Regions from separate parts of the Sus scrofa genome. Here all the other regions are linked to region 1. A link is a contact called in public Hi-C and HiChIP or PLAC-seq data. All regions are on one chromosome and are shown on one strand. Each heading gives the region's core, a stretch centred on a gene start, on an enhancer-like site or on the middle of the called end of the contact. The rest is flanking DNA. Distances are from core to core; before and after follow the strand shown.

Region 1 (4,039 bases), core at 568-3,067:
TGCTGTGAGCCATGTGCAGAGTTGGAGCAACATCAGCCGAAAATGGGCAAGATGCTCCCCTGCGACCCTCCTCTTCCTTGGCGTCCTCCACCCCTTCAGCCTCTGCCACCTGCTCTGCCCCAGAGCCAGCAAAGGGATTTCTTCCCACACATTGGGATCCCCAGGCTAGCTGGTGGATCCCCCAGCTAGTGTATCCAAACACTGCTGGTCCCAGGACCCAGTCTCAGAAGTGGGTCTCTGTAGAGTGAGCGGCAGGGGACCTTGGGTACCTGATCAGAGCCTCAACAGCCATCCAGTTCAAGCCTATGTGTCCAGGTCCAGAGGGTCACATCCTGCTCCCCAAAGAGGGAGATAATGACCATCACTCTTGTCTTTTCATCCAGAAAGTGTACCCTAGGGGAGGCGTGGGGTCCATTCTTGGCATTTCTAGCTATGTGACGTGGGCTAGGTCACTACATCTCATTTTTCATGAAACGGATATAGCAAGATGCACATCACTGTGTTGTGAAGAGAGTAAATGAGCAAGTGTGAAAGCACTGAGTGTGCATTGCTGCCATAACATACCCCTTTTCATCATTCCTGCCCCACCTGATCCACTAAAGATCTTGTGAAGTAGTAAATTGTTATTGTGATGACATCAGCAGCTGTTTTACGGGCTAGGAAATAGTGGCTAAAAGGAATGAAGTGATTTTCCCAGCTTTGGTTCCATGGTGAGTTAACACGGGGATGGTTCACCTGCAGCCCGTTTCCTGCTCCTGGAGGCTATCTGTGCTCTCGCCAGAGCAAGGAGGTCCTCTTGAAGCTACCCTGTGCATTCAGTCATCTGGCACGCTCCACATGCATCTTCCGAGAATGCTGGGTTGCTTTGTGCTGCCCAGGGGGAAGCAGTTCCCTTGCACAGATAGCTGAAAACTCCTGCCATAGATCTCACTTTGGAGCCCTGCACAGTAACCCTTCCCCTGATCACTCGCATAAAAAGTGAGTAACCTGGGAATAATCCCTAGACCTTCTCTTAACTGCTCCATCTCTCTGGCTTACGCTCACTTCCCCATCGTGCACACATGATGCACAATTTCAGTTCACTCACGTTTTGGACTCTGGGTCACTCCAGTGCCTTGGGCACTTAGCTCTCTTTGTTCCCCACCATGCCCACCGTACCTACACCTTCTTTGTGTGCGTGTTCATTTAATTAGTAAATGTTATTTTTTTAGAGTGGTTTTAAGTTCACAGCAAAATGGAGCCGAAAGTACAGAGAGTCCCCATGGACCCTTTTGCCCCCCTGCCACACACCACCTTCTTTTTTTTGAAGCTAAGATGACAATGCGACTTTCCCATTGGGTTCTTTGTACATGAAATGCTACTTCTCAGTTGAACTGCCTGAGCACAATGCAATAAAGAATCCATAACAATAGCTGCAATACTGTGCATTACTATTCTAATCATATATTTTATTGGAAGCCGTATACCTCTTAAAACCAGCATTTCATTTGCCTCCTTTGCCTTATAGAAACCCCACCGCTGTGACAACGGTAGGAGCAAAGCTAATGTTCTTTTCCAAATTCTTGCTTAGATTCAGAGCAAGAAAGAAAATGTGAAAGAAAGAGAAAAATCACACAGTCATTTCCAGCCATTTGTGTTAAAATACAAAGAAAACAAGGCACATTCAAAAATGATGTGCCGGGCAGCCTCCATTAATATTTATTTTGGCATTAATATTGATAAGAAAGTACTTTGTAGCTGGGCTTTGTTGCCTCCCCCAGTGTCCTCCAGCTCTCTGTTCTTCGGGCTGGTGGCCATTAGCTCACATCTCCCTCTGTACCCAGAGCCTCTGAGAGGCTTGGCGGGCCTCCAGCTCACTTACGCTTAAATGGACACTCAAGATCCGACAGACACACAGCTAAATAGAGGCCAATAATTCAATACAGTATGACTGTACTGGGGCTGCTAGTAAATCCATCAAGCAGTAAATATCATCTGAAGCCAATGCAAGCTTTTATCTTTCCAATTTTTTTGTATGTCTGAGCGAAGCCCAGGCATTCAGCGAATCATGTAATTTATTCTGCGGTGCCAAGCCTGGGCTGTCTCAGGCATCATATTGACTTTTTTTTTCCCCATCTGTCAGGGGCAGTCAGCAGCGCTGCTATTGTGGGAGCGCATCACGTTACATCTATTTATTTATTTATTTCTGCTGCTGCTTTGTAGAATGATTGGGCAAGAACGCATTATCTCAGATCAACGAATACTAAGAAAAGCATCTGAACATCATTACGACAGCATGTTAAACATTTGTCCTACCCAGTTTGTTAAATCAGCAAATGTATTTCCGGCAAATGCTTGTAATTGTTCATAAAGGGCTCCCTACTGCAGGGTTTTATTAAGCTGAAAATATGGCCTGTTTTTTTCTTCAGCTCTTTAGGTCATCACTGATGCCTGTATATTGTAAATAATGCTGAACAGCTGTTGTCTTGACCTGCTCTGTGCGTGTGTGTGTGTGTGTGTCTGTGTCTTTCTCCATACAGACACACAACTTGCTGTATCTCTGAATGTTGCACACATATTTTGTGCACATGAGTAGGTCAGTATGGCATAAAGCAATGTATATTGGCAAAGTTAATAGGATGATTAAGTTAATGATTAGGTTGTGGATTCCAATGGTTAGAAAATATCTTTGCATGAACCAATTAAAATTAAGACTGGGAACAAAGCTCTTTTGTTTACTCTTGTTATCTTACTAAAAACTTAAAAAAGTATAAGCCCTAAATTTGAATGTTAGTTCATACTCTCTTGGTCTTGCTTCTATGTAACCTACAAATGGAGAAGAGAGGCAAGAGGGAGAAGGATGTTCCCAAAGTCCTTCCTTCACAATGGGATCTGAGACCACTAAGGACAGACACAGCCAGTGGCACATAGAATGACTGGTACTCACATTCCAAGTACAGCCTGCTTCCCTGAGGACCTTTTCCTAAGCCCTCCAGCCCTTTCTCTAAAGCCAGTTATTCTGCTTCTGAGATTCAGTTTGACTCTCAGTTGATTCTACTTAGGTTTGATTAATGTCCAACTCTGGGAGCACATATCACAGAAACGTATTTTAAAAGTAAGTGTCTTGATCTTCTTAAAGTAAATACACATTATAAATACACTTTCTAGAAGCATCAGTGCAGAGTATGCGAATGGAGCCGTGCCTTAGAACTAGTTTTGTTTGCCCAACTTCTCCTTAAACATGTTCGAAGAAGAACAGATAGTTTTATATATGACCAGAAGTGAGGCAATTCATATTTTTAAAAGAGGCAGAATCAACATTGTTTTGAGAACCTGCTTCCTCCATATGTATTATCAGATTAAAAAAAGTAACATCCCATACCTCTGGAAGCCTTCACATTCTTTGAAAAAAATACTTGTAGCTTGTACTTGAAAGAAAATATCTCCCTGTGAACTGATCGTGAAAAATGACTTTGCAGAGTTCCCGTCGTGGCCCGGTGGTTAACGAATCTGACTAGGAACCATGAGGTTGCAGGTTTGATTCCTGGCCTCGCTCAGTGGGTTAAGGATCTGGCGTTGCTGTGAGCTGTGATGTAGGTCATAGGCGTGGCTCAGATCCCACATTGCTATGGCTTGGCACAGGCTGGAGGCTATAGCTCTGATTGGACCCCGGGCCTGGGAACCTCAATATGCCGTGGGTGCGGCCCTAGAAAAGGCAAAAAGACAAAAAGACAAAAAAAAAAAAAAAAGACTTTGTATTTCATGCTCTGTTATTAGTGTCACTACCTCAGAAAAAATCAAATTGGTTTCTAATGCCACATCTGACCAGGAGAATCTAGGTAAACATGAGTCTTGTTCTGAGATTGGATGAAGTCATTGCTCACATTTCCTGGGTATACAGTTAGATGCGTCCTTCTCCCCCACATGGCTGAGAACATCAATTCATATGTTTACTTCCCTTTTATTAACCTCTAGTTAGAAAGTCCTGCACAGTACATGCTGCCTTTAGTATGCCAAAGAGCAGCTACACTGTCTTTCTAAAGAAACACGTTAAAAGGCA
Region 2 (4,039 bases), core at 481-2,980, 420 kb before region 1:
TCAGCAGGTTAAGAACCCCACATTGTCTCCGTGAGGATGTGGGTTACATCCTTGGCCTCAATGGGTTAAGGATCCAGCATTGTTGCAAGCTGCAGTGTAAGCCACAGATGCAGCTTGGATCCCGAGTTCCTGTCGCGTAGGCTGGCAGCTGTAGCTCAGATTTGACCCCTAGCCCGGGGAACTTCCACATGCTGTAGGTACAGCTGTAAAAAAAAAAGAAAAAGATAATTTATGAAGCACTTACCACTGCAAGTATATCTCCTTTATTGTCCACAAGCTTACTCTGTAAGCTGTTTTTATCCCCATTTTATGGATAAAGAAACTAAGGCTTAGAAAGGCCTATTGGCTTGTTTAGTCGCATGATTGAGTTGTTGAACCAGAATGTGAATCCCAGTTGGTCAGATCTCAACGGCTGTACTTGCACCATGCTCAAGAATGGAGAGTGTTTGGATTTTTTAACCATCATGTTTCTCTTTAACAATAAGGAGAAAACATATCAGGGTTTTATGGAAGTCTTAACGTCTTCACATTTCAGGGTGCATTTGGATATTTTGCAAGTGAAATCGAGAGCAGTGAGGCTGAAGCAACGCAAACTGAACTTCAGCACTGTCAATATTCCTGCTCGTCCCACCGTGAAAGTCTTTTCCCCCAGCCTTCCGTGTCTATTCTTGGATATTAGGAAATGACCCAGAACACCTCATCAATGAAAAAGAATGTGCGCCGTGCTGTGACAGAGCTTTATACTAAAGGGCTTTCAAGAGGGAGTTAACTCAGTGGTGAAGCAACCTTGCCCTGATTTAAATAGCTTTCCCGGAGTTTCCGTCGTGGCGCAGTGGTAACGATCGACTAGACATGAGGTTGCGGTTCGGTCCTGCCTTGTCAGTGGTACGATCCGGCGTGCGTGAGCTGTGGTGGTGCAGACACGGCTCGGATCTGCGTTGTGGCTCTGGGTAGGCTGTGCTACAGCTCTGATTCAACTCTAGCTGGAATTCATATGCCAGAGGCCAAGAAATACAAAACAACAAAAAAAAAAAAAAAAGAAAAAAAAAAAAAAAAAAAAAAAAAAAAAAAAAAAAAAAAAATAAATAGCTTTCCCCAGCACAGCTTGGGCTCAGGCATGACTGTTGGTTGCCTTTATAAATAATACAAAACAATTGATGCAACAAACTTAAATTTGCTAAACTTGAAACTTTTTGCAAAAGAAGAAAAAAATGGACCCACTTTCTTTTCCTTTTTTTTTTTTTTTCTTCTTCTTTAGAAGCTGAACTGGGTTCCCCATTGCATTTCTAATTCACTGATAATTTTAAAATGCACGCTAGTTTCTGCTGCGATGCTATATATTCCTTTTATCTGGAATTTCGGGTTTCTCTCTCCCGTTTCCTGGGATTTGCAAAACAGCAAAATCAGCCCGTTTACATTTAAGATGTTTTGATTCTTTTCTCAGACTCTTGCCAGTGTACTTAACGCAGAATGATTAAAAGCTGTGTGTTCTGTTAGAACTGTTATAGTGTTTAAACAAGGAAGTCTGTGTTTGTTTAAGAGAATGGGGAAATGGTTATCTTGACAGATTAGACTGCACAAACAGGACAGCCACAGTCTAGCACAGATGTCCACATTTGCCACTTGGCTGGCTTTTTGAGGTATTCTAAACAAAACTTGCTTGTGTGCTGGTGCCTGAGCGCTGCCTGAGCTCTGCCTGACACCTGACTGAGGAATGTGATTAAGAACCGCTGCCAGGGCCTGGGTGTCTCTGTGGGCACATGTTCCCAGGTTTGAAATTTCTCAGGGTCTGTTTAACTGTGTCATAATTAAACTAATGGAACACAAGAGGAATTTCTCTCACTGGCTGGAAGGCCCCATTCCAGTGTGATTTGGTCTCCCATCACCCGCGATGCCAGTGGCTGCACTGCAGAAGGTGAAATGCAGCTGAGCAGAACTGTGGGGTGACCGCATTAATCAGTCTCTTCCAAATGTGATCTTAAACTGGATGAAGCATCAGGGGCAGCTGTGGTTAAGTGGCCATAGCACTGAGTGGAAAGTGGGAAAACCTGATTCAAGCCCTAATTCTCTACTTACTAGCTGTTTGATGTTGGTCGAGTCCTCATTTAACCCTCCTAGGGTCGTGCAGCTGTGGTTGATGACGCTGAGGGATGCCATATCTACTGGGCCTGTCCTCTGCCAGGCACTGCTGCGGGCATGACACCCTGTTCCTCATCTTCTGCTCAGAAAAACCCGGTAAGGTGGCGCCAATAAGTTGTACTGTTTCCTATGGGATTTCAGGGAAGCTCGGAGCTTTGCTGGAAATCATTTAGGTAGCATGGAACACACTAGCTAGGATGTTGGAACGCAGGTTCTTTGGGTTTGGGCTTTCTGGGGCAACGTGATCTTTAAGGTAACTTCCGGCCGTGAAATCAACAATTTTGTGCAATCTGAACACATGGATGTGGCTTTAACTATGTCTATATCTACACATACACTGTAGAGACCAATACTTAGCCTTGAATGGTTATAACCACGAGTGTTCATAGATACCTTTGTCTATTGCCTGGTTGCATAGCTTGCCATAAATATTAGTGTACAATTCTTTGATCATAAATTTTATGAATATCTAGGGCTCTCTTATTAAGGAGTATTTGCTAAATCAGATCTTTTGGAGCTTGAAACTCTGGCATGTGTGATTCTAATTTTTTTTTTTTTTTTTTACTGAAGAGGAACTTCAAAATAGATTACAAAACTTAGGACTTTGGGGCATACATGTTATGTCATAAACAACTGCTAATTTAACTCTCTCTGTCATATTTATTTCTATTAATTAGTGCTTTATAATATGGGTGATACTTGAGCGCAATTGATCGAAATTTAGAATTTATTGCAATGCAGCTTTATTAGTAGCAAAGGAGGTTTCCATTGCCTTATTTTAAATAAATAAGATATTTATTCCTAACATATTCACATGTGCTATGTGAGTGTATTTTCCAAAAGCCATGAGTCCACCGTTTTTATTGAAAATATACAATGCAAAATGTCCAGCAGCTGGTGACAGTCCACTTGTGCTTTGGCTAGTTTGCCAATGTCAGTGGGGTTACCTGTCAGGACTCTGGGAAACCAGACAGGATTCTGACCGGTGGATTCTACAGGCCTTATTCGTAGAGACCACCTAGCATCTTCCACTATCGTAAAGAGGTCGGTTTGAAGAATTAAGTCTGTACCAATTTTGATACATCTGTACGTAGTTACTAGATAATCAAAAACATATTAAATAATCAACTTCTCGTGTGATTGTTTAAATGATTTATGGTACTGTGTCTTAGCTCCTCTAATGTGGACCTGACAACAATCAGCCTGGATGGCTTCGTTCCTAGCCGTCTTGCCATAATCCTCTTCATTTACTTCTTGACCTAACCCTGTTCCCTTGGGGACGTCATTACTAACATCTGGAACCATCTTTCACTCTCCATCTATTTTTTTTCTCTAACAATTCTTTTTAGAGGGAATCTCCTGGAATTCTGCCCTCAACCATCAGTCTCTCCTGGATCCTTATCAAATTAGAACAGGACTTACTCAATGCACTATTTTGTTTATCACAAAAACAAGAGACTGCTTCTCCCAAATAGGAATCTATTTTTTTTTTTTTTATCTTATCCCTTAGCATGTAAGAATGGAAAGATTGGGATCACTTGCTTAGCCCCAAGCTGATCGAGTGCTTGGCAATTAATATTAACTGATAACAATAGAATTTCAATATAACTATTTCTTCGGTACATTCCTAACAGTGTGTCATATAATTTTCCTGGAATCCCTAAGATCAGGAGTTTAGTTTCTGCTAACATTTAAGAGCAAATTGTGGGAGTTCCCATCGTGACTCAATGGTTAACGAATCCGACTAGGAACCATGAGGTTGCAGGTTCGATCCCTGGCCTTGCTCAGTGGGTTAAGGATCTGGCATTGCCATGAGCTGTGATGTAGGTTGCAGACCCGGCTCGGATCCCGAGTTGCTGTGGCTCTGGTGTAGGCCGGTGGCTACAGCTCCAATTAGACC
Region 3 (4,039 bases), core at 1,012-3,511, 290 kb after region 1:
ATATATTATTTGGAGAGCCAGCATTTGAAATGCACGAACATATTTTAAGCCACCGTTTGCTGTTTTAGAGCAAGATAACATATGCTGAGATTTCTGCTGAAATTAAAAGGTTTCTGAATCTGAAATAAAATATGATGGATGTGAATGAAAGGACTTCTGTTCATCCTTATGGAAAGGAAGCGAAGGTTTTCAGTTCTCCAAATTGTTACCTTTCAAAAACAGAGTGTTTCTCACTGTTTCCAGCCGCAGTTTCTCAAGCAAAACACCTGCATTCTCAGCTAAACCCAGAGAAAACACTCTCAGGAGCCAAATGCCATCTCTAATCTTAGAATACAATCCCTAAAGAAAGAGAATTTGGGATGCTGATCAGGCAGGCTTCTGCTGACTCTCTCGCATTTGAAAGCCTCAGATCACTGAAAGAGGTTTTTCTCCTTTATTCTTTGGGAAATCAAGGCACTTTCTAAAGGAAGCCCAGAGGGTCAGCAGCAGAGCCTAAAATACAAACCCCAACTCCCAATCTCAGCTTTCTGCAAATCCTAGACCCATCAGGCCACCGCCCCACTTCCTCCCTGGAAACCGTAATAATAAGCAATCCCTTTTCAGTATCTCTGTATAGACAATTACATTCTAAGCGATTCAGAGTAGTCACTTGGACTGGTTCCTACATCAGGGCGCCAGGTTTTGTTCCTTTCGATTTCTGCATCCCAGGGCTGTCTCAGAACACAAAAGTACAGATTTCTGGTACTGCATGGTTGCCTCTCAGATGAATGTTTGATATGTTCTCTCTTTTGCAGGACCATTTAATTACTGCATTATGCCAGTTATTCCCACAATTCAAACAGCACAAAGAGATTTTCCCTTCTACCAAGTTGTTCAATGGACAAAGCCAACAAGCCTATTTAATTTGTGATACCAAGATTATGCAGCTAGAAATAACCATTGATGCCTGTCACCATATTTTTCATGCTTCAAAAGTAATTTTACCTAGTATCTTTCTTTAGGGGAAGCAAAGAGATGCTAGGTTTTTTTTTGGGGGGGGGGAGCAGACAGCAGAGGAAAGCCACAGACCTAGCTAGCAAATGGTCCTTTATCACACGTACTTATGTTGACCATCCTCTAAAAGCAAAATAACTTGTCATTTTCTTAAACATCCTCATCACCAAGGAAGTAGGATTAAGATGCTATTTCAACCAGCTTAAAGGCTTGCAGGAGGCAGAAAAAGGAGTAAAGAGGTATAAACCTTCCCATTAAGAGTTATTTTCTGGGGATGCTTCTCACACAGATCCACAGCTATGCAGAAGTAAAAGCCTTTGCTTATTACAGCTACTGAGTGAGGGTAATTAAGAGGTAATCTCTTCCAGTTCGGGTGCACTTTCCTTTTTGGAGACAATCATAAAAGGTAGAGAGAGGTGCCCAACAACCCCAGGTTGTCATTGTTGTTATCTTTTGTGACTGCTTCCTTCTCTTCCTGTCCTCAGTTGGAAAGCAAAGAGCCTTTGCTTATTATAGAGGCAGAATAAGTGCTAGTCTCATCCCATTAACTGTCATATTACCAGGCTCCGTGCCATCCCATTTGAGTTTCACTGAGCATTCAGAACTGCTTAATTATGTACAGTAAAGACAGTCTGCTGAGACTTTCCTTCTTGATTAATAGGAGAGGGGGAGGGGAGGTGAAGGGTCACCTCCAAGGCTTGCTTGTGCCTCGCTCAAGACTAACTCGGTGTGACAAAGGCTTTTATGAGTTAAAAAAATAAATTAAAGCCCATTTAGAAAGAAAGATGCTTGCATCAAGGGAGGAGGCTACTTTTGATTCTGCAGGCTAACAACAGATAGTCCCCCCTCCATGTTGGCATTAAACTGTAGAGTGCATTCCTTATAAATTATACCACCCCATGTTAATTATAGTGTGCTGACAGTGCTTGTCATTACTAAGCCTGCTACAGGCTTTGTGCACTTGGATTTTAATAGCTGTTTGTTCTGAGGAATGTGGCAGAGCTGCATAAGTGGCTGAGCCAGGTCATTGCTAACATCCCTTTCTGCAGCTCCTCACACTGGTTCTATTTTTACAGCCCTAATCCCTCCTCTCTCGGGCTCCCTCACTCATCCCCTCTCCCCCCAGTAAAGCAGATGTATAGGTTACAGTCTAGAAATGCCAATGCATTCATTCAGACACAATAAACTGAGCCTTATATTGTGCTGCACTCATTGTCAGGCCTTCAAAGCCTCTAGCTGAAATACTCTCTTTTCTCCCTTATCCAACCTCTGTATAAAAGCATCACTGCTCTGACCTAATGGGATATGCTGAGGTTCCTTCCCCAAATCTGAATTCGGCATTCTCCTCTCAGGCAGGAGGCTCTATCTGCAAATTTATGTGTGCCCTTGGCAAGTGTTGGTGAAACAAGATGCTGTAAAAGGTGGAAACAAAGTCAAAACCCAGCCTTCTCCTCTTCCTCTCCCTCCTCCCCCCCCAACTTGTATATTTCAGATAGTTGTTTCCATAGTCAACCGGTACAAACACAGAAATCACTCTTTCATCTTAAAAAAAAACCTCTATCACTTAATGAGCATCTGCTATGTACCAGGAGCAAAGGCTAGACTCTAGCAAAACCAAGATGAATAAAATGTAGTCCCGGCCTACAGGGCCTTAGAGCCTACAAAGAGAGCAGACATGTAAATAAACAATTACCATTCCCAGCGATGTTTTACGAAAGAGGTAAAAATAGATGTTCTCTCAGCCTCACTAGGCTGTGGGTACAGATATGGTCACATGAACAGTAATAATTCAAATTTCTGTGTTTTGTACATTCACCAAATTGGGGGCCCCCAGACAGAGCCTCACGTGTCATTCGTGAATAATCCTGATCCTGCTGGTACTTCCGCTGTCGTGTCAGGCCTCGTGGTGCCAAATGGTCACAGCTTCTGTCCCATTCTTTCAAGCTGCCCCTGTTAGAGGGTTACCAAGGCAGCGCTGTTTGGGCTACACGTCTTATAGAGTTTCTAGTACAACAGCCCACCCTGCTCTCTCAAGCAGTCAGAAAAGAGTCCATGAAGGGTTAGGCTAGGAGACAGATCTGAGTGAAAAACACCATGCTGTCCTCAGATCCATCCCTGCTACCACCCAAACTAAGCCTTTACAACTGGGCCAAGCTCCCCAGGCCAGATTCCTTCCCCCCGCAGGGTGAATTTTCACAGAAAGTTCCTTTGTCTTCCTATCATGAGGCTTCTGCTGGACCCACCCCCACAGGGTGTAGGAAATTCCAGACATGTCTCTATCGCCCTCACACTCAAGCTCTGATAGAGGTTTGTCCGGGATGTCTAGATACACTCACCCACCACACACAGCGGAAGTCAACGGAATTGTAAGAAGAGACTAGTAAGATATCACTTTCTATAAACATCGGTTCTATGATAAACACAATAAAACAATCAATTAATTGTTACAGACTTAAGGAGATGAAAGCCATCTTTTCTTCCACTTAACAAAAAAGAGTAAGTGCAACTAGACACAATACAAAGAAAATGCCTTCCAAGGTGAAATCGACTCAAAGCTTAATTTCTGACAGAAACTGGCACAACATTGTAAATCAACTATATTTTTAAAAATATGAAAACAAAAAAGTTTAATTTCTGAAAATAAAGTGGAATTGCTTCATACATCCCTTTACCTTTTACACAGACTCTGGAACCCAACCCCCATGAGTCTAGATCCCATTATCTTTTTTAATCCTTCTCACTACAGAAGAAAAGAAGTATTTACTAGGTGTACAGAAGCCTACTATTAAGATAAAATGCCAGAAAACAGAAATCCCTTAAAATCATGCACCTCTCATCCCCTCCAGGGACATGCAAGCTGTTTCTGATGTCTGCTGTCGATGTCAAGTGGAATGGTTTCAACACCCAAACACGAGCATGAAGATTTTATATTTGTCCTTTCTTCAGTCTCGCTCATTCTGTGCATACTTACACTTCAGCATGCACAAGTGTTACTATGAAAACAAAATTGTACATAACTGTTTCAGGAGCAAATTCAAAGTTTTCC

The links. Hi-C and Micro-C count contacts between places; a contact is called where the count stands out from the background. HiChIP or PLAC-seq counts read pairs in DNA pulled down with a chosen protein or histone mark.
Region 2: an H3K27ac HiChIP or PLAC-seq map of skeletal muscle shows a contact between it and region 1. The contact joins two enhancer-like sites. A contact is called at or near these places in 1 of 47 Hi-C or Micro-C datasets (fetal skeletal muscle) and 1 of 2 datasets of contacts at active chromatin or transcription factors (skeletal muscle).
Region 3: a Hi-C map of fetal heart ventricle shows a contact between it and region 1, with 3 times the contacts expected there. The contact joins two enhancer-like sites. A contact is called at or near these places in 2 of 47 Hi-C or Micro-C datasets (fetal heart ventricle and heart right ventricle).

What each region holds. Positions count from the first base shown.
Region 1 is chr2:127,586,764-127,590,802 of Sscrofa11.1, reverse strand. No RefSeq gene overlaps it. Among named protein-coding and RNA genes, the nearest start is that of ZNF608, 570 kb to the left of the region's middle. Within about 2 kb of position 1,817, at least 15 of the 83 cell types and tissues checked have an H3K27ac peak or open chromatin away from gene starts, as enhancers often do. A contact at or near this core is called in skeletal muscle, where this site is marked.
Region 2 is chr2:128,004,167-128,008,205 of Sscrofa11.1, reverse strand. No RefSeq gene overlaps it. Among named protein-coding and RNA genes, the nearest start is that of ZNF608, 150 kb to the left of the region's middle. Within about 2 kb of position 1,730, at least 27 of the 83 cell types and tissues checked have an H3K27ac peak or open chromatin away from gene starts, as enhancers often do. A contact at or near this core is called in skeletal muscle, where this site is marked.
Region 3 is chr2:127,300,128-127,304,166 of Sscrofa11.1, reverse strand. The region is part of intron 1 of LOC102165655 (a long non-coding RNA gene); the gene reads right to left. Among named protein-coding and RNA genes, the nearest start is that of CSNK1G3, 290 kb to the right of the region's middle. Within about 2 kb of position 2,261, at least 11 of the 83 cell types and tissues checked have an H3K27ac peak or open chromatin away from gene starts, as enhancers often do.